2 separate regions of the Cricetulus griseus genome follow, and region 1 is linked to region 2. The links are chromatin contacts, called in public Hi-C maps. All regions are on one chromosome and are shown on one strand. The core of a region is the stretch at or near the end of the contact, and the rest is flanking DNA. Distances in the headings are between cores, read along the strand shown. Region 1 holds the start of LOC100772850 (centromere protein J). Region 2 overlaps LOC100773612 (ribosomal protein S6 kinase alpha-2).

What was found. Hi-C and Micro-C count contacts between places; a contact is called where the count stands out from the background.
Region 1: a Hi-C map of liver shows a contact between it and region 2, with 3 times the contacts expected there. The contact joins the promoter of LOC100772850 here to the enhancer-like site in region 2. A contact is called at or near these places in 2 of 8 Hi-C or Micro-C datasets (fibroblasts and liver).

The regions. Positions count from the first base shown.
Region 1 is chr2:292,763,846-292,770,724 of CriGri-PICRH-1.0, reverse strand. It overlaps LOC100772850 (centromere protein J), which reads right to left and starts at 1,406. Exons shown (of 11, transcript XM_027400967.1): 1 at 1,244-1,406; 2 at 540-543. The coding sequence starts at 1,343.
Region 2 is chr2:292,518,693-292,525,699 of CriGri-PICRH-1.0, reverse strand. The region is part of intron 3 of LOC100773612 (ribosomal protein S6 kinase alpha-2); the gene reads right to left. Among named protein-coding and RNA genes, the nearest start is that of Rnaset2, 100 kb to the right of the region's middle. Within about 2 kb of position 5,574, at least 1 of the 6 cell types and tissues checked has open chromatin away from gene starts, as enhancers often do.

The sequences.
Region 1 (6,879 bases), core at 157-2,656, 250 kb before region 2:
TCTCTGTGGGATACTGTGTTATAGTGACACCCATATCCCTCTGCCTATCTTCAACAGTGCTTGCTGTGTGACCTCTCTGACCAGGGGCTCACATCTTGTCCTTCCATATACATTAGGAACCTAACACAGTGTGGGATGCTGTTCCTGAGGAGCCCCGGGGGCCACCTCTACACACTGCAGTCGGTTCTGCTTGTAGAATTAAACCCTCCCCTCCATCCTTTAACCCCTCCACACCTTTGCTTTCTGGGAAGAAAGCTAGAACATGAATCTTCTACAAAAAGAATCCCTGAAACACTGAAGAGTCATCTCGTGCCTCACAGAAAAGAACATGTCCTCCCCTCCTCACGTGCTCTGTGAGGGCTATGTACCAAGGCCCCCACCTCTACATGCTTGGGCTACTTGGTGACTTCACCTATGGTCTCTGAGCCCCTTACTGCAAGGGGATCCTCACACATTCAGTCAAAAGGCCCCAGGTTTCTTGTGGCAGCCACCAAGCATAGGCTCTGTGACATTAGCAGGCCTCCTAAGGAACCTAATACCCCACTCAGTACTGACAAAATGTAAGATATGGTTAGGTAAGGACCTAGTACTAAATTAACACTGTCAATATCAAGGTCATGTTAGTCATGCCACTATATCCTCAGTGTCCACAGTGAGCCCTCAGATATACTGTGATTGATGTATTGCTAGCTTTCAAACAGCGACTGGAATCAGAAAGTTTTAATCTTCACACCCCAGGTTTTCTGTGGGCCTCTTCAGTTGACCCAGTGGAAGCTGCAGCTTTGTTCTGACAATAAACAGGGTCAGATCCTAAGAGAAGTGACAGCCTCCCATGAAACAAATAAAACAAAAGACTGGATATGTGGAAGCAATGTGCACATGTGTGCGTGCGTGCGTGCGTGCGTGCGTGCGTGTGTGTGTGTGTGTGTGTGTGTGTGTGTGTGTTTGTAAGGATTGGGGAGTTTCCTGGCATGATTTAAGGACTGCAAATGTCCTGAAAAATCTGACGCATTTTCAGAAGCCTGACACCTTCTCGTGGACTAGAAGAAGGGAGCCACGGTGTTCTGTATTCTCAGCTCTTCACCTGTCACTCAAAGGCATCCCAGAGGCTGGACCAGCTCAGAGCGAGATCACACTGAGCTACAACCAGAGTTGTAGAAAGGAATGGCAGGTCTCAAGACAAGAGGCAGAGTTCTACCCAATCCATTCCCCATCCAAGGGACATGCTGCTTCTTGGCCTGGCTTACCTCCTCAGGCTTGCTGCCCTCCCCAGGGCCCTGAGCTGTAGCATCGGTCTTCTTCTCATGGTTGGCCCCTGCTCCCTGACTCGGGTCCTCTAGCATCGTTTGACTTCACTGACTCTGTAGCCTCGAGGTGACCAGTAAGCATTCTGATTGCAAAGGAGAAGGGTCACGGGGGCTTCTTGGTGCATCCCATCTCTGTCCCTCTGGTTATCAGCTGATGGTCTTCCAATCCTCCCACTTAGGATGGAGAAAGCCCAGCCATGCTTCACTGAGTCTCCCACCCTACTGCCTGGAAGTCTCCACCTGGAGCTGACCAAGAAAAGGTTTCCATGTCTGGAAACCACAGACTGGAAAGGACCTGGCCACTTACAAGTGGTGTGTCCCCAAAGGTGGGTGGGAGATGCTTTGATTTGGGGAGTCAGCATGGTGCCTGATCACGTGAGTGATCACCACCAGCATTACCTTGAGGTGAGCAGGGCCTCAAGAGGGCACCTGGGAAGTCTTAGTCCTTCATCAGACCTCTGCTATGAATGCCTTTGACTGCCTCTCAACAGGACAAACCTCTGTCCCCAACCTACAACTCCATAACCTAAAGTAATGATGACATAGAAGCAGGGGTTCATGGAAACCTTAGAGTTGGAGCCTTGGGGGAAGAGCCCAGCAAGAGACAGCTCAGTGGAGAGGAAAAGCGAGGAGCAGCCTTCCATGGGATAACACAGGCACCAGCAACTAAATAACTCCCCTCCCACTGGCCACCAAAGCCCCACTACAGCTAATTCCCACCCCCTTTCCAGTGTAGGGGATGGTGACCACTGGCGGGTTTGGGAAAGAAACTGAGGACTGGTTAATGGCAGGGTCTCTCAGGCAGAACCTTTGGGAATGTCCTAACCCCAAATCATAAATATAGCAACACATTTCCTGTTTTCTACACATAAATACTTGTGTTCACAAACTTAGGCCATATGTTTAAACAAAAAATGAGAAGCTGAGCCACAGTGACAGGGAATCTGGCTGGAGACAAGGTGTTTCCTAGTGAGAGACAGACAAAGGCATCTATATAGCAGAGCTATTCGCAGCCCACCTCATCCTTGCTGGCCCCAGGCCCCATGGTTTTCTGCCAAATTGGACTGGCATCCATGGTTTCTCAGCAGAGGGACTCAACACTCCCCAACTTTGGCACCTAAACCCCTCTCTCCAGGGAGTACCCTCCCTCCATGCCCCCCCCAAGGCATCCTGGGTCATTTCACCTAGCCTAAGATGGTGGCTTCTGCCAAGACATTGCTCATCTAGGCCATATCCCAACAGCTCTCTGTGCCCTCCACACATCTAGCTTTAGAACTCCAGGGAACCTGCCCATTCTAAACTGACTCTCTGTCTTAAAGGGCCAGGCCGACCCATGCAGCCTTGGGATTTTACAAGGTTAAACAGCAATTACCCATGATGCAGCTAGAGTAAGCGCATGTCCATCTGCATAGAGAAGGGGAGGGGGCCCGATTGTCTGCCCCGTTGGTGATGACGATACCAAGTTTTCCACAGGCAACAGTGAAAACTCAATTCTCTCAGCACATGTTCTTGAAAAACTATAAAGTTCCTTCAAAATAAAAACAAAGCTGCTTAGAGACATTTGCAGGGAGAATATGATCTCTATGAAGCTAAACAGGAGACACAAGGCAAAATTTCAATATTCCACAGAATGCTTCTTCTGCTAAATAGTTCCTCTGGGTTTTGTGACTAAGTGCAAGGATGAGAAACAGTGAAAAAGTCGGTGCACAGCCGTAAGCCCTGGCCCTCACTTCTTACCCACAGCACAGTATTTAGAGTGGTTAAATATTTTAAGGCAAATAGAAGGAGCTTGTTTTCTTTTACAAGAGTGTGTCATTGCATACCTAGGAACCCTTGGTCACACTGATCCTGGGCACATATCAAGTTCTAACTGTTTTGGGATTGACAGTGCTACCTTTGGGAGACCTTAAATTGCTTCTCTTTCTAATCATCAAGTTCTACTTGGGCCAGTCCTTCTTAGCAAGAAGAAGACAGGTGCCCAGACTTTGATTGTATTCACTGGATGATGAGACATCCAGTGCCTGGCTCTGGTCAGAGGTACTCCTGTCTGGCAAGGGATCCCTGGCATGGGTCTATGTGAGTGTGTCTACAGAACCCTCTGGCCTCACAGCTGGAGAGAGAGTAGAACTTTGGAGGCCGGAAAAGAGCCACACCTCCAGCAGACTGCTACACACCACTGCACCTGCTGCCTTGCTTGAGAGCAGGCTGGGTGGAGGATGTCACAAGTACACATCTGAAAAGGGCCACACTGCATTGCCTTCTGCCTCTGATGGGCAAACATCAGCAGAAGGCGAAGCCCCTTGGAAGTGCCTGAATCTGCTTGGGACACTGTTCAGCCTGTGACATGGGATAGGCAGAAAACAATGGCATCTCGAGTGAGGAAACACTGCCCATGCCTTTACTGCATTCCAGACTCATCTTTTGGTCACTCATGTTCTTATATACATAGAGGAGGTGGCTGCATATCTCTCATTTACCTGGGAGCAAAGGTCAGTCCCAGAGTTGACTGTTAAGGGGGCACAGACACACTTTCTAGGAAATGTACAAAGGAGGGTCCTAAAGACTGAAAGGGTTCTACATGTGATTCCTGCAGACTGGTAAGGTGATTTGGGATTTTTATCTCCTAGTAGCCCATGCATGACTTCTGAACGTCAATACTTAACTGTGTGTCTATGAGAGATGCATTAAGGTGCACTCTGGGACACTCCCACTTCTCTGTGAACTCAGGTAACAGTAGACGCCAGGGACTGTCTGCAGGTGTCCTGATAGTCCGTCATAGAATAATCAAGGCAAAACTATAATCTATGGCTAAGAAAGAACACAAGCCCCAAGTAAAATCCAGACTCAGAGGTCAAACCTTAATAAGCTGCACAGCCCAACGATAACACACAAGAATATGTTTGTCGGTTCCAGTCTCCTCCTCTTTAAGATGTGTGCCATCGAGACTGTCAATCAACCTCATGAATTCTGTTGAATAATTGTCTTGCCCGCTCTGAGAATAAAGTGGGTAGATGGCTAAGGCTGAAGAAATGATGAGGGCTTTATTCAGACAGCATTAATAATTCAAATTGGAAAACAGAAGGTCACCATGTGGGAGTAGCAAGTTGAGTAGGATGGTAGAACCTTTGAACTAGTGGTAATAGAAGGACTCCAACCAAAAGGTTGGCAGTAAATGTCATAGCTCTCTGCTCTCAGGATGCCAAGGGAGCAGTCCTCTGACAAATAAGTCTACAGAAGGTGTGTTAGTCAGGGGTCTCTAGAAGAACAGAACTTATAGAAAGAATATATATGAAATACATGAAATATATGGATATATATCATATATATTCTTTCTATAAGCTCTGTTCTTGTATATATGAAGGGGATTTATTAAAATGGTTTATAGCCTGTGGTCCAGCTAGTCCAACAATGGCTGCCTACCAATGGAAGTTCCAAGAATCCAGTAGTCATTCAGTCCCTGGGGCTGGATGTCTCAGCTGGTCTTGAGTGTCCTACACCAGAATCCTGAAGAAGTAGGCTCTAATGCCAGTAAATGAATGGACTTGCTAGCGAGAGTGAGGGCAAGCAGGCAAAGAGAGCAAGCTTCTTTCTTCTGTGTCCTTTATGTAGGCTACCAACAGAAGATATGGCCCAAATTAAAGGTGGATACTTAATTAAAGTCCCTCACAGGGTTGTCCAGCCATTTGGGTTTTAGCTAGTTTCAGATGTAGTCAAATTGACAACCTAGAATAGCCATCACAGAAGACACACCACAGAAAACAGTGGCAGAAGGAAAGAGACCCAAGAGGCTGAGGCAGGAATGAGTCCCTCTGCCAGGTGCTGCAGACATTATAGGAATGTGTCTAGGGAGTCTCAAAGGCAGGAGTTGCCACCTGTTTTTCGTTCCCCAAGGAGTTGTCTAATGAATTTGACAATATAGAGGCCAGGAACCTAGTTATATAGACCCAGGCAGACTCTGATTGACTGGGTGTATGTATGCAAATGAGGTGAAAACTAAGAACCAATCAAGGGGAAGCCTGTTAGCCCAGCAAGCACAAGCCCACAGAAAGGGTTCCCAACCAAGCCAGTGGCTCCATTTCTTTTTCAGACGTGGTTGTCTTAGGGAAGCAAGCACTCTGGGGTCAGAAGGGCACATTTGGGGATTTTCTGTTTGAGTGTGAATATCACGGGCCATGCACCCTTTAGACACAGGCTCCTGACAGCACTCTGTAAAGTTGATAACCTTGTCCTTAAGCCCAGTAGTGAGGCAGCAGTTCTCAACCTGTCGGTGGAGACCCCTTTGGGGGTCACATTATCAGGTATTTACATTATGATTCATAATAGTAGCAAAATTACAGTTGTGAAGTAGCTATGAAAATAATCTTGTTTGGGGGTCACCACAGCATGAGGAGCTGTATTAAAGAGTTGCAGCATTAGGAAGGTTGAGATCCACTGGCTTAGAGAAACCACCATTTGCACCACTGGGTACATGCCTTCTCTGGCAAACACCTGGATTCTGTGTGGTGGGGGTACATGACACTTTTCATGGTGACTGTTCTCTGAGCAGAGAGATGTCCGGAGTGGATGGTGTGGTGAATCTTCACATCTGCTTGTGTTTTCAGAAGGATCTGAGTGACATGGGACAGGGATGGGTCCTAGGGAGGAGACACAGTCATACACAGACTTGGCAATGAGCTTTCTTTCCTATATGACCCAGAGAGCTACTTCAAAACAACCTTGACTTCTGGCCTCAATGCTGGGAAAGGCCACTGAGGGTGAACCCAGAAAGGCTCCAGATATCAGTGTCAGCTGTAGGGTGTGTACATTTTCCTGATGAGAATCTAAACACAAGGTAAACGAACACACATGAGCCTGACATTGGAGTGACACCTTGGACATAGGAATTCTGTTCCCTTCCAGCTCTTCTGGGGACGTACCGCTTGGATTGCAGCACCAAGTGATTTGTGCACACTTTCATTTTGCCTGGCTTCTTTTGTTGTTTGAAAAGTACTTTATTTGACAAATAGTCCATTTAATCAAGCCTGAAAATTTGTAAATCAGCCAAAGTGTACTTCCTCAGATCCCTGGGGTCATGTGAGCAGTGTGGGATGAAGGTTTTATTATCTAGACCAATTAGAGCTCTATTTACAGGCGTCCACTGAGCAGAACCTTTCCACAACAGCGCCAAGATTGCCTGGAGCGGGAGGGTAAGCGGGAGCCAGGGAGGAACGGTGTGTGCTCAAGTCCAGGATGCAGCTAAGCGAATGTCACACATAAAGGGCGATGGGAGCCCTGAACACCTTGCAATAGAATTGGTCTCTTTCCTTCATCAGACATGGAGCACTGTAGGGTTGAGCTTGTTAAAGGAAAAAATTGACAAGCCACCTGCAGCGAACTCTGTCCTATTCTGCGGGAGAAACAGACTCGAAGAGGAGATTTCTGATGTTGGTCCCGAAACTCCACAAAATTATGATCCCACAAGTCACGGGGATGGAAAGAACACAGCATCATGCATGGGCTTTTGTTCTGCTTTTTGTCATTTTTTTTTTAATTCTTGAAATAGAAACTGGTCACTGTCTTAGCTCATGATGAG
Region 2 (7,007 bases), core at 4,325-6,824:
CCTTGGTGATCTGCACCCCTGGTCCATTCACACCCCTCTATGCCTTTAGACACCCATGGTGGAGACCCATGCAGGCCAAACTCCAGCTTCATCTTCCCACCTCATCCCAACTATCTCAGGTACAGAACTATGTATTGCGTGTGTTTAACCTTTTCTAAATCTCTGGCTGGAGGATGAGATATCCAATAAGAAATAGTGACAGGATCATGACGCTCGTCTATGTCAAAGCACATTCCACCCAGTGAGGCACCCAGTATGCCACCAGTGAGGATGCAGCTGCCCGAAGGCTGAGGCATGTGAGGAGCCACCACTCAAGGGCCTGTCCTGCCCAATAGGGAAGCAGGCTATCTACCCTACTACACTTCAGGTTTCTTAACTCCTGAAGTAGATGAAGACAACCTTAATCTACCTCATATAGTATTATTAACAGTATTATTTTAGGAGTGATTTTAAAGTGAGGCATGCATTTATTTTTTACTTGATTTTCGTGTGAAAAGATATAAAAAAGATCTACAGATTTAAGGAAATCACCCACAGGCCTGCACAGAACCAAGCTTGTGCCCATTTAGTGCTATGTGTCGATCCATAGAATTGGAGCCCTTCTTACCCCACTGAGAAGTACTAGAGACACTGTTGGAAAGACAACTTTCTTCAAAAGAGATTAAGGCTCAAAACTGATATCCTGTGGCTGTGGCTGTGATTTTAAAGTCTCTTTTTCAGACTTTTTACCTTTTTATCTTAATTGATTTTTTTTTTTTGAAACAGGGCCTCAGCGTCAAATTCACTACAAGGATAACTTTTAATTCTGATTCTCCTGCCTCCATCTCTCCAGTGGTAGGATTACAGCTGTGAGCCACCACATGTGGCCATGCCTTCTTTTATTTAAAGAGATGTGAAAGACAGAGCTAAAAGTGATTTTTCAGGCTGAGGAAGTAGTCAGTACCATGCTTTACTACCATGGCCGAAGCTTTTGGTTATTAAATTCCTAATACTAAATGAAGCAGGCATGGTGGCACCCATCTGTAACCCTAGCAGTTGGAAGGCAGAGGCAAGAGGACCAGGAGTTTAAGGGCACCTTCAGCTACACAGAGAAGTTTGAGGACAGCCTGGGTTATATGAGCCCCTGTCTCAGAAAAATTAATCAATAAAAAAAAAAAATTTTCTCTAACAAATCCAGCAAAAAGACTAGAGGAGCCATTCAACAAGACCCAGGCCGGTTGTGACCTGATGTGAAGAGGACAGAAATTCGTTTGGTTATTTAAGTTTAAAGGGGACAGGTGGATATGGGTATGAAAGGAGAAGTTCACTGAGTGGGTAGCATCTCAGTCATGTGGGTGAACAACTCGATGACTGTGCAATAATGCAGAGCACCTGGAGATGCCAGGCAGGATAGAGGAAGAGGTAAATGGAATGTTTTATGCTAGGCTTATTTTCATATTAACAACAACTTTTCTTTTAAAAAGAAGAGTAAGAGTCCATATGATAAACAGAACCTACTTAGATGATTATCTTCACTTGAAACTCTACATTTATTAAGTCTGAATAAGGGCCACCCACCATCTTCTCTGGTTCTTCCTTCTACATTTACAGAAACTGAGAATGGACCCTTGCTCTCAACTGTGAAACTGCACATGGGGAGGTTTGATCTGCTCCAGCTCCAACTCAAGAGTGAAAAGAATTAGAAATGATGCAGCTGAGCCGGGCATTGGTGGTGCATGCCTTTAATCCCAGCACTAGGGAGGCAGAGGCAGAGAGATCTCTGTGAGTTGGAGGCCAGCCTGGTCTCCAGAGCGAGTGCCAGGATAGGCTCCAAAGCTACACAGAGAAACCCTGTCTTGAAAAACCAAAAAAAAAAAAAAAAGAAAAAAAAAGAAAGAAAGAAAGAAAGAAAGAAAGAAAGAAAGAAAGAAAGAAAGAAAGAAAGAAAGTAATGATGCAGCTGTCAGCAGGCACTGCCTAGAGCTTTACATCCAACCACAACCTCACACCTGGGCACCACCCACAACCTCACACCTGGACATCTTTCTCCTTAATGAAAGGTGGAATTTCATTCTGCCACAGGAAGTAACGTTTCCTTTCCCTTAGCCCTCGATGGCAAGCTCTGTTCCCTGATGATTCCCAAAGGTGAGGTCAATTTCCAGTTCCACCCTTTCCATTCCCATCATCAGGTGCCCCCTTACCTTTTTGAGGAACAGTTTCTGCAGTTTCCTGTGTGACAGCCTGATCATCTCTCACTGCCCACAGACACGGGAGCCATTCTGCCCGCCGAACAGCCACTTCTTCTTTTATCATCTCCCTCAGTGCTGCGCCAGCGCGTCCCCCGCATTGGCGGCAACCCAGGTCATCTCCTTCCCTCCACCCTCAGCCCTCTTCAGCAGCCACCAAGGCCATCAGAGGAGGCGTCCACCTCCTAGGCATCAGCTGGGTGGCTGCAGACAAAACCCAGCTCTGTCAACTCCAGAAGATAGGAAACAGCAATCAGCCCCAAGGCACCACTCTTCCTGTGTGCTAAGTGCAGGCTCCCATTCTACTCACAATCCATACGGGGCTACTACATCTGGCAGAATCCATCAAAGACAAGGCTCTGAAGAATTATTGCAATGTTCAAAACTGTCAGAGACCTGCAGTGGCAGCCCCGTGACCCTCCCCAAGCTGACAGCCTCCCTTGGCAGCATGTAAAAATACCCTCCTTTTCCCCCTGCTATGGCCTTGGCACAGGTGTCAGCCCCAGCTGAAGGACAGTAAATAAAAACAGTAGCTTATTTTTGTAGGTGGGTCCTCCTGTGCACAAGGCTGTGTCACAGTGTGAGTCACACACACACACACACACAGAGAGAGAGAGAGAGAGAGAGAGAGAGAGAGAGAGAGAGAGAGAGAGAGAGAGAGAGAGAGAGAGAGATGTTTGCAGCCTCCTTGTTCTGGGACTGGTTTTGGAGGTAGAGGAAAACTTCAACATTACTTCCAGCAGTTGACAGGGACATGGGACATCAAGGAAATGAGTTGAAGCTAATGTTCTTATTTTCCTCACAATTGTCATTGTCTTTGTCTCTGGTTAGATATCTATCTTGTGTGTGTGTAACAAGGTCTTACTGTAGCCCAAACTGACCTTGAATTCACCATCCTCCTGCCTCAGACAGAGTACCTGGGATTACAGATGCTCATCAATCATCTGGCCCTTCTGTCTCCTTCTCCTTCTCCTTCTCCTTCTCCTTCTCCTTCTCCTTCTCCTTCTCCTTCTCCTTCTCCTTCTCCTTCTCCTTCTTCCTTCTCCTCCTCTTCCTTCCTCCTTCTCTTCCTCCTTCTTCTTCCTCTCTTCCTCTCCTCCCCCTCCTTTTCACTCTCCTCCTCCTCTTTGTCAATATTAAGAGATTGAAGCTAGAACCTTGGCTGGGCAATACCCACCACTGAGCTACATCTCAGTCCTCTTTTCATTTTGGAAACAAGGACTTGATAAGTTGTCCAGGCTGGCATTGCCTTGGAGCCCTCCTGCTTCAGCCTCTCAGGAAGGTGGATGTGCAGCCTGGGCCACACTGCCAGTCCTTCCCTCATTCACCTCTTCTCTCTGTCTTACTGTGCTCTAGACAACACTGACAACAGCTCAGTCTTACTTCTCCTTCTATGAAACCAGCAGACCATTGAGAACAAGCCCTCGCCATTCCTGGCGTCCAGAGTGGATCTGCATCCCTCCCTCCCCAGAAGCCCTGGGTAGGGCCTTCATTGTCTTAGCAGGAAGAACTTCTCACCCACTCTACTGCTAAATGGGAACACAGCTCCACAGTAACTGTGGCCTCCTGCCCAGCCCTGCCTTTCTCTGCACCCAGCCACTGTGTTGACTACTGGTAACATTGTGAAGGGAATGGTGAGGCTTCTGCACGGTCCTGTGGGGTATCCCACCGATGACAAAATAAAATGTTTCCCTGCAAACTTGGATTCATGTGGCCTTAATGAACAAGTTTGTTTTAATTATTTTAATCCACAATGACCAGACTCGCTTGAAACATAAGTATATTTTACTGGATTTTGACTGAGGTGAGGAAGAGTGGGGAACCTCTGGAATGGTTTCAAGTGCATGCAAATAAAAATGCAGGGTTTATACAGAAACAGCTGACCTGAACAAGGGGGAGCTCATGGACCCCAGACTGATAGCTGGGAAACCAGCATAGGACTGTTCCAGACCCCCTGAAGGAGGACGTCAGTTTGGAGGTCTATGGGGCCACTGGTAGAGGATCAGTATTTACCCCTAGTCCACAAATGGACTTTTGGAGCCCACTCCACATAGAGGGATTCTCTCTCAGCCTAGACACACTGGGGAGGGTCTAGGCCCTGCCCCAAATGATATGACAGGCTTTGAAGATCCCCCTGGAAGCCCTCACCCTCCCTGGGGAACAGAAAGGGGTTGGGATAGGGGGTCGGTGGGGGGCAGGGGAGGAGGGGAGGGAGAGGGAACTGAGATTGACATGTAAAAGAAGCTTGTTTCTAATTTAAATTTTAAAAATGCAGGTTTTATTTTCACTCACCAGACCCCCCCCCCCCCTCCCCCCCCCCCCCCCCGTTCAAGCCCTGCACAAGACACTTATCTTGTGCAAGGAAAAGATCCTAGCTTGACCCCTATCATTATATCATTGTCATTCAGGACTGGCTGCTTGGAATCAAAGGTAATTATTGAGGAGCAAACATTTTTCTCAGTTTCCCTTCGGCACATAATAGAATTAAGCCTTTGAGTTGTTTACATACCTTCTTCCAAGGGTGCATGGTCTATTGCCCCAAAGAAGGGGCCCTACAAGGGAAAAGACACATCTAACAATATCAAAGATAAATTCTCCCAGGCTCTGTTAGCCTTCTGCAAACAGACTGAGTTCCACCTTACTCAGCACTGAGAGGTCAGTGCAGGTGAGCCAACACAGCAAAGCTCACAAATGACCCAGCCTGACATGCTGTTGGCCTGGGAAACGAGAAGGAGCCCCCTCATTGGAGGTTCTGTCACACTTGCCCTTGATGGCCACATAGCTGAGTATGGAGTTGGTATAAAAGGAGAGGGCTTGATGGAGGTCTGGGGAGCGGGACTGAATAACCCTAACCTAAAATCACTACATTTTATAATTGTGGTTTGAGCAATCCTAAATGTAATTGCATTCAAACTTCCACAAGAATTAAAAAGCAATTACCCGGGACTTGGTCCCTTTGAAAGTGCATTCGCCAGCAGACCAGGGCTTTGATCTCTGGGGAAATGGTGGTCATGTCAGGTTGGAGTGCAGTAACAGAAACCTTTCATTTTTAATGGAATGTAATTGCAGATGCATGTAAGTTGTAGATTGGATGTTGTCATGGTGACTGTGACAAGAACTGCCTTCATTGAGTACCATGGGGGATCGCCATAACAACCTTGGCTTATTCATATCCAACTGAATATTTAAAGAAATGATTTTGAGAAGCAGTTCTCTGTTTGTTGGTCACGCCTTGAGGAAATGCTACCCTTGCCACATGGGCACCACTCCAGCAACAGTAATCAGAGGTCACACAGTCACATCCAAAGAACCAACGCCCAGGGCTGTGACAGCATTGCTTCCTGTTCCCTTCCCACCATCGTGAGGTCAGTCTTGAGCATCGTGTCTTCCTCTGCTACATGCAGCACTGTGTTTACTCATCTCAGACCCACTCAGCACAAGACAAGGAAGGACACCATATGTCGTGCCCTCCCCACTATCAGCAGGGATGGAAGTGAAGCCTGTCACCTCTGTGCATCGTGTAGCTGCCCCATGTCAGGACAAGGACACAGGATCTTAGGGCAGGAGTGTTTCCAGGTGGACTCCTCTCCCTGCAGAGCTGCTGAGGAGAGAGCCCTGGTGGAGGCCTGTCGGGAAACCTCCTGACAGTGTGACAGGAAATCTGTCTGATGTGCTAAGACCTGGTGCCTTCTATCAGCAGTCCTCACAGAAATGCACAGCCTGTCTCCTCTGGACTGAGGCCCCTGACTAAGCCTTTGAGATCAACAAGCTGGGAGCACAGAAGAGAAACTGAGGGTCAAAGAAGTCACCTACGAAGTGGAAGTAGAATTCTCTTTCCCACACTTTTCTGTCTCCGGCCCCACTCATTCCCACATTCCACTGCATTTAATCTCAAATGCATTTTTATAGCCACTGTTCCTTGGCACTTCAGCAGTTAGTCTAGACCTCAGCATCCTCCAGGGGCTCCAAGTATGTGTATACGTGCCCCAGATGTGTGTCCATATGTGCATGCCCACTCCCATGGGAGAGGGAGGAGAGCATGCAACGGCCTCAGTGCTAATACTCTGCATGGTCCCTACACATGATGCAGGCACAGCTGAGTTGTTGTATGAGTGAAAGCATACTGTGGAATGGGCTCTAGCTTCCCAGAAGAACTAGTCTAAAGTCACGGGGGGTCAACTCCAGAAGGCATGGGGGTGAGGGCCCACCATACCCCCACCGCTCCAGCCTCTGAGGATGCTCTGGGTCTCTGGGAAAGCCCAAGCAGCTCCATTCACAGGTAAGTCATCAGCTCTGAGGAGGACTCACAGAACTCCCCAGTCTGGCTCTTCTGGAAATGTCTTCACCTCTGTCCACTCTGGCTGCAGGTGGAGAAACAGTTACAAGAGGAGCCTGGGCCAGCAGGAAGTGTGGGAGGGAGTGGCTTCCACAGTAAATGTATAGATTCAGATGCCTGGCCTCTTTCTACAGCTGGACAGATGCTACTCCACATGCGTATGGGCGATCGACGAGTACGACATCATGAATAACACTGTTTAGAAGAGGGTCTTCGGAGATGACTCTGTCAGTGGAGTGCCTGCTGTGCAAGCATGGGGATCTACGTTCAGATGTGCCCCCAAACATAAAAATGGTCACAGCCACGAGCTTATAGAATCCCAGCACAGAGTAGGGGTGGAAGTGGACTGTCAGGTGGCTTCCCAGAGCTCACTGGCCAATCAGTGTAGATGAACTCCAGGTTCTTCAGTGAAGGGCCTTCCTTCAAAAAGGAAGGTAAAGAGCAAT